Regions from separate parts of the Mus musculus genome. Here all the other regions are linked to region 1. A link is a contact called in public HiChIP or PLAC-seq, Micro-C and promoter capture Hi-C data. All regions are on one chromosome and are shown on one strand. Each heading gives the region's core, a stretch centred on a gene start, on an enhancer-like site or on the middle of the called end of the contact. The rest is flanking DNA. Distances are from core to core; before and after follow the strand shown.

Region 1 (2,700 bases), core at 180-2,679:
TCCAGGTGACTCTGTAGCTGCCCTGTGAGGGTCGGCTGTTGTGGGGTGGTCAAGGCCAGGGCGCTCAGGATGAGTAATCTAGAAGGTTGAGTGATGATCACCAAGGACCAAAGTGTTGATGTGCCCCTGTGGATGGGAGAACGGAAGAACAGAGTCCAGGGCTCCCAGGCCAATGCCTTGGTGCTGAATACCCCCCACCCCCCTACTTAGGGCCACCTGTGCCTATTCCTGCGCTCTGTAATGCTACTGACTCTGGCTACCATCCTTTGTAACTGTCGTGTAATGCAATGAGATGCAAGTATGCACAAACTGAGAGAGCTGTGGTTTCTATGGCAATTAAACTAAGTGCTTTAAGGGCACACTGCTGAAAGAAGAGACAGCGGCCCCCCTCCCAGGCTGTCATAATGGGGGTGTGTATAAGGCAGTTGCAAAAGTCTGGAGAGATGGTAGGTGTCTAGAATGTTCTGTGCTCAGAGCACTTCAAAGTCTTTCTAGGTTCTTTCTCCACCAGAATGATGCTAATATTGCAAAGCATAAAGTCCCATGAAGGTGGTTTGTGCAAGTAAGAAGGTAACAGCGTTTCCCACTCTGCGTGGAAAGGAAATCTTACCTAAACATATAATATTGGCAAATGGAGATGCATTCATGCCAGAAGTTAAAAATGTATATGTAGGGCTGAAGACATGACTCAGTGGTTAGGGGCACTGGCAGCAGAGCATGTGGTTTCAATTCTCAGTACCCACATTTTGGCTAACAACTGCCTTTAACTCCAGTTTCACGGGGATTTGACGCCCTCTTCTGGCGTCTGTGTGCACCGTCGTGGTACAAATACATGCAGGCAAAACACTCACACACATAAAAAATAAAAGCAAAATTACTGAAATGGTCTTAGTTTAAAAAACATAACAGGTATATGTGTATATACGGATGTGCAATATACATGCGCAAAGTTGTTTTGTGGTGGTGGATATTGATATCCAGGCCTGGCATATTCTTTATCTGGCAAGCTCTTTATTGTTGAACTATAACTCTAGTTTAAAGAATACACCTCCTGCCCCTCATCTCCAGAGCAACCAATTAGAAGCTTCCTCTACGAAAAGGATCTCTCATTTAATGGCAACTATTTTTCATTAAAGAAAGCTGGGACTCAGGGGTGCCTTAGTTGCGCCCTAGGAGTAGCAACGGGGAGCCTCATAAGGTGTCCCAGATAGCCAGCACGCAGTAATCCGACAACCCACGTGGGATTACCCTGGGCCACCAGGGGGGCCAGTGCTGGGCAGCCTCGCCATGGCCCGATCTGTCCGGCAGGGGGCGCTGTCCGGCCGCAGTGGCCGCGCGGGCCGCGTCCTGATTGGCTGGAGGCGATGGCCCAAGTCCACAGCCGCGCGACCGGGCCACTAAGTGGGGAAGCTCGCCAGTCGGTGCGCCAGTCCAAGGGCCTCCGAGGCAGCGGCGCGGCGGGCGCGGCGCGGCGGGGCGGAGGGGACAAGATCAGGGCAGGAGGCAAGCGGCTAATCGAAAGGGTCCGGCACACCCAGCAAGATGCTGTCCTGGCGGCTGCAGACGGGCTCTGAAAAGGCGGAGCTGCAGGAGCTCAACGCCCGGCTTTACGACTACGTGTGCCGGGTGCGAGAGCTGGAGCGCGAGAACCTGCTACTGGAGGAGGAGTTGCGCAGCCGGCTGAGCCGGGAGGACCGCTGGGCTGAGGATCAGGCACTCTACGCCGAGGAGGCGCGCAGCCTACGACAGCAGCTAGATGAACTGAACTGGTCCACAGCCCTGGCCGAGGGCGAGCGCGACGCGCTGCGGAGGGAACTGCTGGAGCTGCAGCGGGAGGGTGTGGAAGCCGGCACTGCCCGCAGCCGCCTGGATGCCGAGCTGGGAGCGCAACGGCGGGAGCTAGAGGAGGCTCTGGGCGCGCGCGCCGCCCTCGAGGCGCTGCTGGGCCGGCTGGAAACTGAGCGCCGCGACTTGGACGCTGCCCACGAACGCCAAGTGCGAGATCTACGAGCCCGCGCTGCCAGCCTCACCATGCACTTCCGAGCCCGCGCCACCAGCCCCGCCGCGCCCCCGCCGCGCCTGCGGGACGTGCACGACAGCTACGCCCTGCTGGTGGCCGAGTCGTGGAGGGAGAGCGTGCAGCTGTACGAGGACGAGGTGCGCGAGCTGGAGCAGGCGCTGCGCCGCGGCCAAGAGAGCCGGCTCCAGGCGGAGGACGAGGCGCGGCTGTGCGCGCAGGAGGCAGACGCGCTGCGGAACCAGGCGCTGGAGTTGGAGCAGCTGCGCGCGAGGCTGGAGGATGAGCTGCTGCGGATGCGCGAGGAGTACGGGATGCAGGCGGAGGAGCGGCAGGTCCGTGGGCAGGGACCGCGCCCCTTCCCTAATAGCCTGTACACGCACCCCTGTGCACCCAGTAGGCGAGCAGCAGGGGTTCCCGGGACACCCAGCTGGTTCAGCCCCACCCAGGGAAGCGTACGCTGCCAGCAGCTTTGCTATTTATGAAGCGACGGGATTCTGGCATATAGCTAGTCTAAGAATAAGGGGTTGGTGCAATGATCCTTAAATCGGAGGACTGACGCCATGTGACAGGTCCCGGTGGCTAGCCTAGTGCCCATCATCCTGTTAGTTGGATTACCTTTAGATCCAGACGTGTCTAGGCACATCCTGATCAACGATCCTGTTAGTTCTGTTTTTGTTCTC
Region 2 (2,700 bases), core at 143-2,642, 420 kb before region 1:
TGGCTTTCCACATTTAGTATGTACACAGCTTGTTCTCAGTATCCCCTACCGCTAGAGCTTCTGGTGCAGAGGTCCAGAGTGCACCAGGAATCTCGATGTCTAGCAGGTAATGCTGATAAACACCAGTCCTGGGTCCACCCAGAAACTACCAGGCCGGCCACGGCACTGTTTCCAAGGCCTAACTTCCACTAGAGGGGAGATATGGGCATGGCCAAAGGGAAGATAGCTATCTTAGGGGGCCAAGGGGAGAGCAAGGATTCTACTTGGGTGTCTGCATAAGTTTTTTTTTTTTTTTTAAACAGTTATTTCTAAATCCACCCACAGACCAGACAAACATGTCCCAAAGTCCTGTTCTGCCCTAAAGGCTGTGTCCACCTAGGCACCACCTGCTGAGAGTCCTCACCCACATTAGAACTACTGCCTAGGGGGTCTGCTTTCAACATGACCTTCACATACTGAGAAATGAGTTACAGCTGCAGGGTTGCCAAGCCTCTCCCGACACTTCCTGGAGAACTCATTAGGGAGCTCAGAGGCCAGGACCCAGGACCGGAAGAGCCATGAATTCCCCACAGGACAAGCCACAGGCAGTTTCCTCGGTGCTATGAAGAGCAGCGTTCATGTGCGTAGGTGAAGTCTGAGGTCTCGTTGGTTTTAAGATTCCTTATGAGAGCCAGTGAGATGGCTCATGCGTGCAAGAGTACTTACATCACAAGTCTGGTGATCAGGACCCCGAGAAGGAAGAACAGTTACTGTGTAAGGCTGTCCTCTGACCTCTGCACATACATCCCTCTCATAGGTAAGAGTCCTCACATGGAGGAGTCGGAGCTCAAGTGTGAGCTAAGCAGTTGAATGGAAGCCCCAACCCTCCTTGAGCACTTCTGCGCAGGCTTCAGCGCAGGGTCTGCACACGCACGGGCTCAATGAGCCGCTAGCCTTTGGTAAGGAGTGTTCCCCTACCATGCTTGTTTATTGGAGTAGGAAACAAAGACCCTGATCAAAGGAATCCAGATCGTAGTACCTAAGAGTGTATGTCCTAGGGAGGTCCTTGGATACCTGTCAGTCAGAACTGCCACCTACGGGACCCACCAATGTTCACTCTTATTGATATGGGGGTGGTCAGGATAGGCAGACAACTGAAGGATAGGTGTAATGGTGGAAAGATTGGGTCCCATTAGGTGTCTTGCCTAACCATGGGCCATTCTTAAACTGCTGCCTCAACGCTAACCTCACCGGTCTGGCTGCTCCCAAGTCTTGAGAGTCCCAGGAGACAAAAATCTCCTGTTATTGAAGACACCTCCAGGCCGGATACAAGGGCCAACTAATCAGGTCAAACTCCCATCTCCATCTAGGCCAAGGCCTCTTAGTAAACTAATTTCTCAAGCAGGAAACAGAATTGTACTGAAAATACCTTCCTTCTGAGCCACACATTCTTCTCCCCAGGGAGGGAGCATGAATTAGAAACCAGGAATTTGACAAATGAATGGCAGGCACATAGAAACTCAGGGTATTTGACTAATCACTTTGAAAAGCAAGATTATCTTTTCACAGTAAACACAAACTTTCTCTCTTTAAACAATGCAGAGAAGGCTGGGAGCCAGAATACCAATATCAATAAAATCCAGGCATTGTGGAGCCTACAGAAGGTAAAGAAAAATAAAAACCTTCACCAAAATAATAATCAACCTGCTGGGGAGGGCCCGTCCACACAGTGCCTGCTTCCCAACCCCCACCCGAGGCCTGCCTCCTCAACACCTTCTGCAATAGTGAGAGTTAAGAGATATCCCCAGGTGGAGATTTGTCTACACACCTTCAAGATACTAATGTCCTTGAATGGTCATTGTTTTCTCAGGGAGATGACTAGTTAAGGGAACCACTCAATAAATGCGACTTCATAAATCGTTTCTAAGCTCACTGCCTTTTTACATCCACAGAATATTTTTAAAAACCAAACTGTTCATTTTTTTTCCTTTGGCTCCTACACGCTGTATGATCTCCCGGAGTTTTATTGAGTGGTATTTTGGCTCTTAGTTCGATCCTTCCTTCTTTCCTACCTTCCTTTCTGCACCCCCCCCACCCCCTCAAGACAGGGTTTCTCTGTGTAGCCCTGGCTGTCCTGGAACTTACTCTGTAGACCAGGCTGGCCTAGAACTCAGAAATCCACCTGCCTCTGCCTCCCAAGTGCTGGGACTAAAGAAATGTGCCACCACTGCCTGGTAGCTTGTAGCTTTTTCAACATTAGAAAAAAAAATCCCCTCTATTGGATGGGTTTCACCTGCCAATGCATAGACCTACTAGGATGGTTAGTCAACAATTTGGGGGCCCTGTCACATGATAAGCTCACAGCCAACACTTAGCTATGATCTGTGGCTACCATTTCTAGGCCTCCCTTTTAAGTGAAGACTGCAGGGGACCGAGTGTAGAGTCTTCCATGTAGGAACTGATAACCAGGCCCAAGCACCTTCTCCACTGCTTATGAAGTGGCACCTGAATGGTTTACTCAGCTTCTCTAGGGCTGCTGGTTCTCAGCTGCCCATGGAGCTATCTTTTCTGGTCTCTTCGGGCCCCGAGGCCAATTGAGAAGAACTGGATGCTAAATATAAAAGGACGTTATAAGCTTTGAATCACCTCACAAAGGCACAGGATGACCTGTGCTACTCTCTGAACTGTCAAAAGTCCCCCAGAACAAAGTCACAGAAAATA
Region 3 (2,700 bases), core at 26-2,525, 470 kb before region 1:
GACGGATGGGTGGACAGAGGCAGAGCACGGGGAAGGCTAGGCGCCAACCACTGGCCTTCCAGCCTCAAGATTTGGTCAGTCCTTGTTTAGCCCTGGGGGTTGCGGGGGGGGGGGGGGAAGGGAGGGAAGAAGAGGGAAGGACAGCAGCCTGCAGGGGGCACAGGCTTCGTCTTGCCCCCTTTTTTATACTGGCCTTCTGTCAGAAGCAGAAGGGGGAGCTCCCTGACCGCTGTACCTCCAAGAGGAACCAATGCCAGGAGAGCAATGGTGGCATGCCCCTGCCTCGGTGCAGGTCTCAGAGGAGCAGCTGAGGGGGCTGACAGGGCACCCTGACATGTGCACACATTGGGACTCTCAAGACAACCTACGTGTGGGTGCCTCCTGCCCTCAAAACCTGGGAGTACCTGCTCTCTTAGGGATAGAATTTGTCAGTCATTCAATCTGTAGAGAAAGTTCTGTTCCAAAGTCAGCCAGCTGAGGATGGGCCGGGGAGCCCCCCTCCACTGGCGTGCTGTGCTCATGGTGACTGCTGGGTTGAAAAGTAGGGGACCAGGTGAGGAGAAAGACCAGAGTTGCCCTAGGAAAAGTGGGCTTTTGGAGACAGAGCAGGAAGAGGCTGCTCATTTGAGTTAGCGTTGCTTTAACCCCAGAATCCAGCCTGGCCCCTCTCTGCTTCACCTGGGTATGTGGCCTGCGGAGTGGCTGAGGTTACCAGGATCATTGGCCTACTGTCAGGTACTGAGAAGTGTGAGATGTATTATATATATATATATATATGTGATATATATATATGCACACACACACATGAAAAACAAGAGTGAGGTAGATAAATGTTTGAAAAACAAGCCCCCCCAAAAAAACCCCCCAAAACTGTCCCATCTAATACACACATACACAGAGATACATGTACCCTTTCCTCAGCATTTAAATCCATAACAGGGGCTTTTCTACAGTGATTAAAACAGGTATCACAAAATAAATTAAAACTCCTACATGAAATACCTTCTTAATAAGCTTCCCCCCTCCTTTTCCCTTTAAGGGCAGAGGCTAGGAAGAGCCACAAGCCTGAACCTACAGACAAGCCAGACAACTCCAGCTTTCCTTCCTGCATCTAATCTCCAGTCACAACTGCAACCATCATCATCCAACAGTTTTCCTACTCCTAATTTAAATATTTCCACCCAGAAGCATCTCTCGCGCTGTCACTGCTCTGGTAAGAAGTGCTAAATCGAAACAAGACAGGACCCCTCCCCCAACCCCACTCCAGGGGGAGGGGCCTCCAAGCCCAGAGCTCCGGGATTCTGGTTAAGGAGGAACAGCAAGGGGCTCTAGGGCCACTGTAGGGTCAGCTCTACTCCACTTTGGGATTTCCGGCCCGGGAGTGGGCTTTATAGCACACCCACTAAAGTTGCTGCTCCTGGCCATGGGGAGTTGGTGTCTTACATCTTGCTCCCAGGGAGGCCACCCCTTCAGACAAGCTGGTTCTAAAGACAGGTGGGCCTGCTTGTGAAGGAGGTGGCAGATGGGCCACTGGACCAGCTCTGCTGCATCCTGGGGACTCAGCAGCTATTGTGTGTGTGTGTGTGTGTGTGAAAGATCAAATATTCATTTAAATAATAATCCAATGACTATTGTCTGCAGTTAAAACTGCTATTGTATTCCCAAATTGGGGTGTGTGTGTGTGTGTGTGTGTGTGTGTGTGTGTGTGTGTGTGAACCAAAGCAAGGAGAGAAAGCAAAGTGTGACTTTCAACAACAGGGACTAGAAACACTAAACCAGGATGTGTGGGATTTTTAACCTTTTTGTTTCTGACCTGAGTTTGTGGCATGCCTTGCCCTGGAGCAGATGCTGTGTGCGGGGAAGCAAGGAAAGGAGAGAGTAGGGCCCAGGAGTCTGTGGGCTCTGGACTCCCACCCTCCCCACTCCCTCACCTGTGACTGTGCTCACAGAGCCTATGGGTTAGAGGGTAATGAATGGGGCTGCAGGGAGCAGGGGAAGGGAGATGTATTTATAAAAAAGGCATCAAACAGTTCACGGCAAGTTATGTCCTAGAAGCATCAGTTGCCGGAGAAGAGGAAGAAAAACCACACTCTAGTGATAAGCAGAGGAAGTTTCTTGGAGTGAGCAGAAAGGAAGAAGGGGTAGACCTGAAAGTTTCATAGATTAAATCCACAAAGATAAAGAACAAAAAAAAAATAGCAGCTTTTCTTTTCCTGTACAGATGTATAGATGAATATCTGAACTGTAAAAAAGTTATAAAACTGACATTAAAGACGATGTGTATGCAAATGTTTCACGGTCTAACATAGAACTGAGAGACCCATGAAGAAGTCCTAGTAACAGACCATGTGAAAGCTCACACTGCTTGGATCCACTGCCTGGGCGGGCGGCTCCAGGCTGCTGTGGCTCTGAATCCCTTCCTCGAACATCCATAACCAACAGCCAGGCCGAGTCCCCGGAACCCTTTCGAGTGTGTGGCCCTCAGGGGAGGGGCAGGAGGGAGGTCGGGGAGGGGGACGAGGCTGGTGTGAGGACCACCTTGACCCACAACCTGACCTTCAAGCTTGCCCATGGCCACTTCCTCCAGAATTCTTGGGGTGCTGTGGGTGGGGGAGGGGTGGAGAACCAGTTCTGCTTTCCCCTTCTTCAAGGAGGGCGAGTTCCATCTTGTCCAGTTCTCCCAAACGGTAACCATGCAAC
Region 4 (2,700 bases), core at 156-2,655, 310 kb before region 1:
AGCCTGGTAAGAAAACCCACTGCTCACTAGCTCATCTCCAGTTGCTTGGATCCATATCCCTTGCTCGCTCAGGCCTGTTCGGCCTATTCCTGCTCCCAGACACGGTTTTATGCTCTGGCTCCTATGGAAGAGATGTCCTCTTCCACAGACTGGCTCTCCTCCAATGATCACGTGTCACTACCGCCTAGAGAGAGCCTGGAGGACAGTGTTGACCAAGTGCTGGAACAGCACCAGCAAAGATTTTGAAATGTGCATCTCCAAGTCAATAAAGTTTGCCGTAGGTCAGATCTTGAACTCCCAAAGCTGCTATCTACAAGGAGGGCAACCTGGACTATACCTGAAACTTCTCCAGGCTCAGCCTCTGTGCAGAGGGAGAAGCAATATTTAACCACGAAAGAAGAGGGGTAGTGAAGGGTACTTACTACAAAGCGGTGCTTACAGATAATTCCAGAACAAATTTGGAGGAGGAAGAGGAGGAGGAGGAAGAAGAAGGAGGAGGGGGAGGAAGAAGGAGGGAGGAGGAGGAGGAGGAAGAAGAAGAAGGAGGAAGAAGGAGGGAAGAGGAGGAGGAAGAAGGAGGAAGAGGAGGAGGAGGAGGAGGAGGAGGAGGAGGAGGAGGAGGAGGAGGAGACGGAGAAGGAGAAGGAGAAGGAGAAGGAGAAGGAGAAGGAGAAGGAGAAGGAGAAGGAGAAGGAGAAGGAGAAGGAGAAGGAGAAGGAGAAGGAGAAGGAGAAGGAGAAGGAGAAGGAGAAGGAGAAGGAGAAGGAGAAGGAGAAGAAGAAGAAGAAGAAGAAGAAGAAGAAGAAGAAGAAGAAGAAGAAGAAGAAGAAGAAGAAGTGGTGCCTTAAACTCTGGAAAGAACTTGGGGGGGGTGGGACACAAACAAAACAAACACAAAAATCCTTCAAGCCACTCTTTTCAAAGCAACATTTTAGAATCAACTGCATTTTACAAGTCACTTACATGATGTTGCTGCCACACAGTCACTTGTGCTAGATTATATAACCAGTGGGGGGGAAAAACTCATTCTCTTGGGAATTTCCAGAAGTCTGTCACAGAGCCAAAACACACTGACCTTGAATACATTGTTCTTGAACAGAGTGGATGTACTGAACGCTGAATAGATGTTACTACCTCGTACTGAGCACACAGCACTGAATGCTCTCATACTCAATGGCCTGACGGAGATGCTAGGAAGAAGAACGCATGATTTTTAATCTCATTTAAAGTATATTATGCACTCCCAGAGTACTTAAGAGAAACTATTCTTCTGCTCTTCGGGGTTGGCTGTCTATTCATCAGAAGACAGACAGCTGGTTTGGGGGCTGGTAATGGGTTTTTCCATTGTTTGTGAAAGACAGGGAGCTACGGATACGCTAACTTCCACAGTGGCTACGGAGACCAGTCATATGAAAAGGGGTCACTACCAGAGACCTGCTGCATGTGACGCACCCGCTCACACTTGAAGGCCACTATTGAGGCCCCTGGGAAGGAGGCCTGGTGCTGTGGGAGTGGAGAGGTGAGCTACAACAGGGCAAGCTAACTTCCTCATGCCATAGGACACACACGGGGCTAAAGGAGGACACTGCTTACAGACAGAAAGCCAGGCAAAGACAGCATGCAGACAGAAAGCAGGACCATGTCAGTCCTTCTCCTCCCCCCCCCCCCAGAAGGCCCATCTTCCTGCTCCTCATCAAGGAACCCACACGTTATAGTCTATGAGCCACTAGCCAAGCTGGGTTTCTGTACCATACAGCCAACATGAACACTGAGTAAACACCAGCCCCTCTCTAAGTCTCAGTTTTCTCATCCATAAAATGGATCTGTAGTCAGGCAACTTCTGGACAAGGACAAGTGAGTGACTATGAACAAAGTCCACAGCTTGGAGAAGGATTGTGGAAAAGCAGCAGTCAACACAGGCAGATGGGCAAGGCCTGTAGCTCTCCGTCTCTTTCAGTCACTCTTGCGTGAAACTGGCCATGCGGTCCACTCATGCAGTGATCTCAGGACCCGTTTTTCTGCTCCTGGTTCTCTGTACCAGATGAGCCCGGAACCAGCTCTCACCTCGTTCTGTGCTCTTCCTGTAGCATACCTAGCTGTCATGAATCAGGTGCTCAATCCATGCCTGCACACACAACGCAGTAGCATCCGGCTTCATTCATGTTCATATTGGAAAGTCTACTTCCTGTCTCCCATTTTCTGGCTACCAGTCTCTTCACATGTGGCCACACGAGAGCCTCCAGAGAACGCTGTCGGCTGTCTCTCAGAACACATACATGGTGCTCCCAAGCCGCTTTTCTCTGTGGCCAGAGCAGACATCTGCAGTCCTGGTGCACCCCTAAGCTCTCTTCCTTCCACTAACATACTGTTCTCTCCATCAGCTGTCACGGTGCACAGGGCCCATCTTCCCGTGCATTGTGCCTCCAGCCTGTGCTTTACGGCTAATGCCCCAGGCCTGGGTAGCTACACCCCTGCCCTGCACGACTTCATCCAGACTGCTACAATGGCCTGGAGAAACTGCCTGTCCCATCCCTGGGATGTTCAGCGCAAGATTCCAAAGCCACCTGCACCCTAGACCTTTGCTGCCACCTCTCCTCGCTGCAGGGGGATGCTGAGGTATTCTGGTATGGGTCACACAGAAGGCTGTATCCTAAAGCATCACGTTCTTTCTTGAGGCCTCTAGAAGCTCAAAGCCTCCTG
Region 5 (2,700 bases), core at 62-2,561, 390 kb after region 1:
GGAAGCCAGAGAGCCTCCAGCTTCCTTTGTAACTTCCCAGTTCCTCCGCACATCTGCTCACCCACCCCCAAAGACTTGTTTTAAAGCCCTAACCACAGAATTGAGCCTCTCATTTTCGAATGAGGGTTTGTGCCCATTGCATGGGCAGCTCTGGGTTCGGATACCAGCCATCACATTCTTATTACCTCTACAGCGGTAGCAACTTTTGGGGGTGAGGACCAGCAGAGAGTCACCCCCATAAGCCTTCTCTGGACAAAATCAGTAAGTTAACAAAATACAAGTGCTGTCTCAAAGACATCTTTTCCCCTCAGAAAAATCAGTTCGTCGAGTAGTTAGGAATTCAGATCCTTATGGCCCTTCTCTGACGCTGTGTGACCCTGCGTGGTCAGAGTGGTTCTCAGTTTTCCTTTCTTATCTGCCGAATGGGAACAGAAAATGAGGTGAACTTCACTGCGATGTGAGTACTAAGTGAGATACAGTTTACCACTAATCCATACTAGCTAGTATTAGTAGCCCAAATAGGCAGGTTGCCTCATTCTCAAGGTGTTTCTGCTTTCCAAGCCCCTGCTGGGATTGGGTGGCCAGGGACAGCATCCAACTGCTGGCCCGGCGGGGGTGACCCAGCAGCTGTCCAGGCCTGGACACAGGTGTGGCCCCGACCACAGTGAGGGCGTGGCGAGCCGAGGTTTGGGCAGGCCCGGCGCACACGAGGGCGGGGAGCTGGCCTCGGTCCCGAGCACCGCACAGGGCGTCTGGGCCGTCCCGCCGGGTCGGGCCTCTCGGCTGTGGTCACGGACCAAGCGCGGGGACTAGTCACGCGCCGCGTCACCGGAGCCGTGGGCCCGGGCTGGACCAGGAGGCGGCGGGGGCGCGACGCCACCGGCCCGCCACGCCCAGGCCCTCATCAAGTGACCAGTATCCCTTCCAGGAGAACACGGTCCTTCAAAGAGGGAAGCGCGCTCCAGGCTGCAGCCCCGGCGCCAAGCAGCCGTCATCTCCTTCCTGTGCCGGGTGATCTGTCGCCTCACCCACCCGGAAAAACATAGTCCGCCCCTCTTGTCCTTGTGCCACAGCGCTAGCTGTTGAGAAGGCGCGGCTCTCTCTGACTAGTCCCTCGTCTTGTCCATGACAAACCCTTCAGGACCCACCGAGAGCAGAAATATACCCTAAAAGGAGAGCCCGGGAGAGAAGAAAGAGAGGAAGCCGAGAGGAAGGGAGAGGCGAGGCCCGCGGAGGGACACCAAGACGTCCTCGCAGTGCGCACGCGCGCCGCGAAGAACGAGTTCCGGCCTGGCCGAGGCCTGACTCCTAAAAATAGCCCCGGTGTGGGGATCCGTGCGCGGATGTCCCGGCGAGTCCCGGGCTGAAGGAGGCGGCTCCGGGCGGCGCGGAGTGCTGTGGCGGGCCGGGCCGGGGCTGCGGCGTGTGCGCGCCCGCCGGCAGTAGCGGAGACTCGGTGAGGGGCCGCGGGCGGCGGGGATGTGGCGGCGGCTGGGAAGGGGGTCGGGCCGCGCTGGGAGTGGGGGGCACTACCACGGAGGGGCTGCGAGGCCGAGGAGGGGTGCCCGCGCGGCTCCGGGCGCCGGGGCGAGGCTGGGCGTGGGGCGGCCGGGCCCTCGGGAGAGCGGAGGGGCGCGGCCCCGTGCGGTGGGGGCGGGGTGCCCTGGGGCGAGCCCGGGGGGCTGCGGGCGCGGCGGCGGGGGCCCGCGGGGGGGACTGTCGCGAGCCGCCTCCCTGTGCGCGCCACCTCTGGGGCCCCCAGCCGCGCCGCCCCGCTCCTCCCTGAAAGTTGACGGAGTTCCCAGGGGGCCGCGGAGCCACTCGGTCCATTCCTCCAGCGTCGCGGATCTCGGGGTCTCCCCGCTCCGTAAACCGCCAGTGCGGGGGGCGTCCGGCCCTGTGGTCGCACTTAAAGTTCCCCCACTTCTGCTTCGGGGGGAAGGTTGGTTCACTGGGGCGGGAGGTAGGGGGTCGAACTCTCCCGTGGGGATATCGGCGTTAGGTTGTGTGTCTGGACCTGGCCCGGGCGGTGGCCGGGTTCGAGCACCTGCGGGTGCGGGGAAAAGGTCTTGGGAGTCGGGGCTGCAGAAGGGACCCGCTCCTTGCAATCGGGTAGATCCCGCCTTAGGTCTCAGGGTGAGATGGAAACTTTGCCTTTGGGTTCGATGTCATCTGTTTTTGGGCGGTTGAGGATTAAAGATCAGTGATATTGCAGACAAGTTTGGGAAAGGTGAGCGTTTTCTGAATTAGCATTTCCCCCCTCCCCCTGGAAAAGTGTAACTATCAAATTCTTGCTCACTCGGACCTTAAATAGGTCCCTGAGCTCTGAAGCCCCTGTCATCATGATCCAGAAGGCAACGGAGTGTAGACTGACTACACCGTCGCGCTAACCTGTATGTTTACTGTGAAATTGGGATTCCAGAAATTGAAATTAGAAAGACCTGCTGCGATGTGTTGACAACTATTTTAAAACTAATATTGTATAACAGTTTTCAAGTTTGTAGCGCAGCGCATCGTGTTTCTCTTATGTCTTTCTTGAAACATCCATTACTGTATGACAGTGAGGTTCTGTAAAGCAGTAATTAGGTGTATATTACACAAGAGTACTTTCCCTTTAAGAATCCAGCTGCGTTGTTTTGGCAACTGCTAAGTAGTCTAGTTGTCAGTTTTAAAATCTATGTTACCTTGGCAGTACTTGGA

Evidence for each region. Promoter capture Hi-C pulls out the DNA fragments that hold promoters and counts their contacts. Hi-C and Micro-C count contacts between places; a contact is called where the count stands out from the background. HiChIP or PLAC-seq counts read pairs in DNA pulled down with a chosen protein or histone mark.
Region 2: an HNF4G HiChIP or PLAC-seq map of pancreatic cancer cells shows a contact between it and region 1. The contact joins the enhancer-like site here to the promoter of Synm in region 1. A contact is called at or near these places in 5 of 39 promoter capture datasets (hematopoietic stem and progenitor cells, liver, maxillary cranial neural crest and 2 more), 7 of 115 datasets of contacts at active chromatin or transcription factors (embryonic basal ganglia, embryonic hindbrain, embryonic stem cells and 4 more) and 2 of 9 other capture datasets (adipose tissue and embryonic stem cells).
Region 3: a contact with region 1 is called in a promoter capture Hi-C map of neutrophils, with 5 times the contacts expected there. The contact joins the enhancer-like site here to the promoter of Synm in region 1. A contact is called at or near these places in 5 of 39 promoter capture datasets (cranial neural crest, embryonic stem cells, liver and 2 more), 7 of 115 datasets of contacts at active chromatin or transcription factors (embryonic basal ganglia, embryonic forebrain, embryonic midbrain and 2 more) and 2 of 9 other capture datasets (adipose tissue and liver).
Region 4: an H3K4me3 HiChIP or PLAC-seq map of stem cell-derived neural progenitor cells shows a contact between it and region 1, with 2.9 times the contacts expected there. The contact joins the enhancer-like site here to the promoter of Synm in region 1. A contact is called at or near these places in 3 of 39 promoter capture datasets (hematopoietic stem and progenitor cells, liver and maxillary cranial neural crest), 1 of 484 Hi-C or Micro-C datasets (rod photoreceptor), 2 of 115 datasets of contacts at active chromatin or transcription factors (double positive thymocytes and stem cell-derived neural progenitor cells) and 1 of 9 other capture datasets (liver).
Region 5: a Micro-C map of embryonic stem cells shows a contact between it and region 1, with 7 times the contacts expected there. The contact joins the promoter of Mef2a here to the promoter of Synm in region 1. A contact is called at or near these places in 4 of 484 Hi-C or Micro-C datasets (embryonic stem cells, rod photoreceptor and uterus), 1 of 115 datasets of contacts at active chromatin or transcription factors (pancreatic cancer cells) and 1 of 9 other capture datasets (adipose tissue).

What each region holds. Positions count from the first base shown.
Region 1 is chr7:67,758,471-67,761,170 of GRCm38.p6, reverse strand. It overlaps Synm (synemin, intermediate filament protein), which reads left to right and starts at 1,429. Exons shown (of 5, transcript NM_207663.3): 1 at 1,429-2,352. The coding sequence starts at 1,543.
Region 2 is chr7:68,180,048-68,182,747 of GRCm38.p6, reverse strand. The region is part of intron 5 of Igf1r (insulin-like growth factor I receptor); the gene reads right to left. Among named protein-coding and RNA genes, the nearest start is that of Gm51487, 24 kb to the right of the region's middle. Within about 2 kb of position 1,392, at least 25 of the 459 cell types and tissues checked have an H3K27ac peak or open chromatin away from gene starts, as enhancers often do. A contact at or near this core is called in pancreatic cancer cells, where this site is marked.
Region 3 is chr7:68,227,251-68,229,950 of GRCm38.p6, reverse strand. Igf1r (insulin-like growth factor I receptor) reads right to left here. Exons shown (of 21, transcript NM_010513.2): 21 at 1-2,700. Among named protein-coding and RNA genes, the nearest start is that of Pgpep1l, 36 kb to the left of the region's middle. Within about 2 kb of position 1,275, at least 12 of the 459 cell types and tissues checked have an H3K27ac peak or open chromatin away from gene starts, as enhancers often do.
Region 4 is chr7:68,063,571-68,066,270 of GRCm38.p6, reverse strand. The region is part of intron 2 of Igf1r (insulin-like growth factor I receptor); the gene reads right to left. Among named protein-coding and RNA genes, the nearest start is that of Gm51488, 72 kb to the left of the region's middle. Within about 2 kb of position 1,405, at least 56 of the 459 cell types and tissues checked have an H3K27ac peak or open chromatin away from gene starts, as enhancers often do. A contact at or near this core is called in hematopoietic stem and progenitor cells and stem cell-derived neural progenitor cells, where this site is marked.
Region 5 is chr7:67,371,469-67,374,168 of GRCm38.p6, reverse strand. Mef2a (myocyte enhancer factor 2A) reads left to right here and starts at 1,311. Exons shown (of 11, transcript NM_001291195.1): 1 at 1,311-1,456.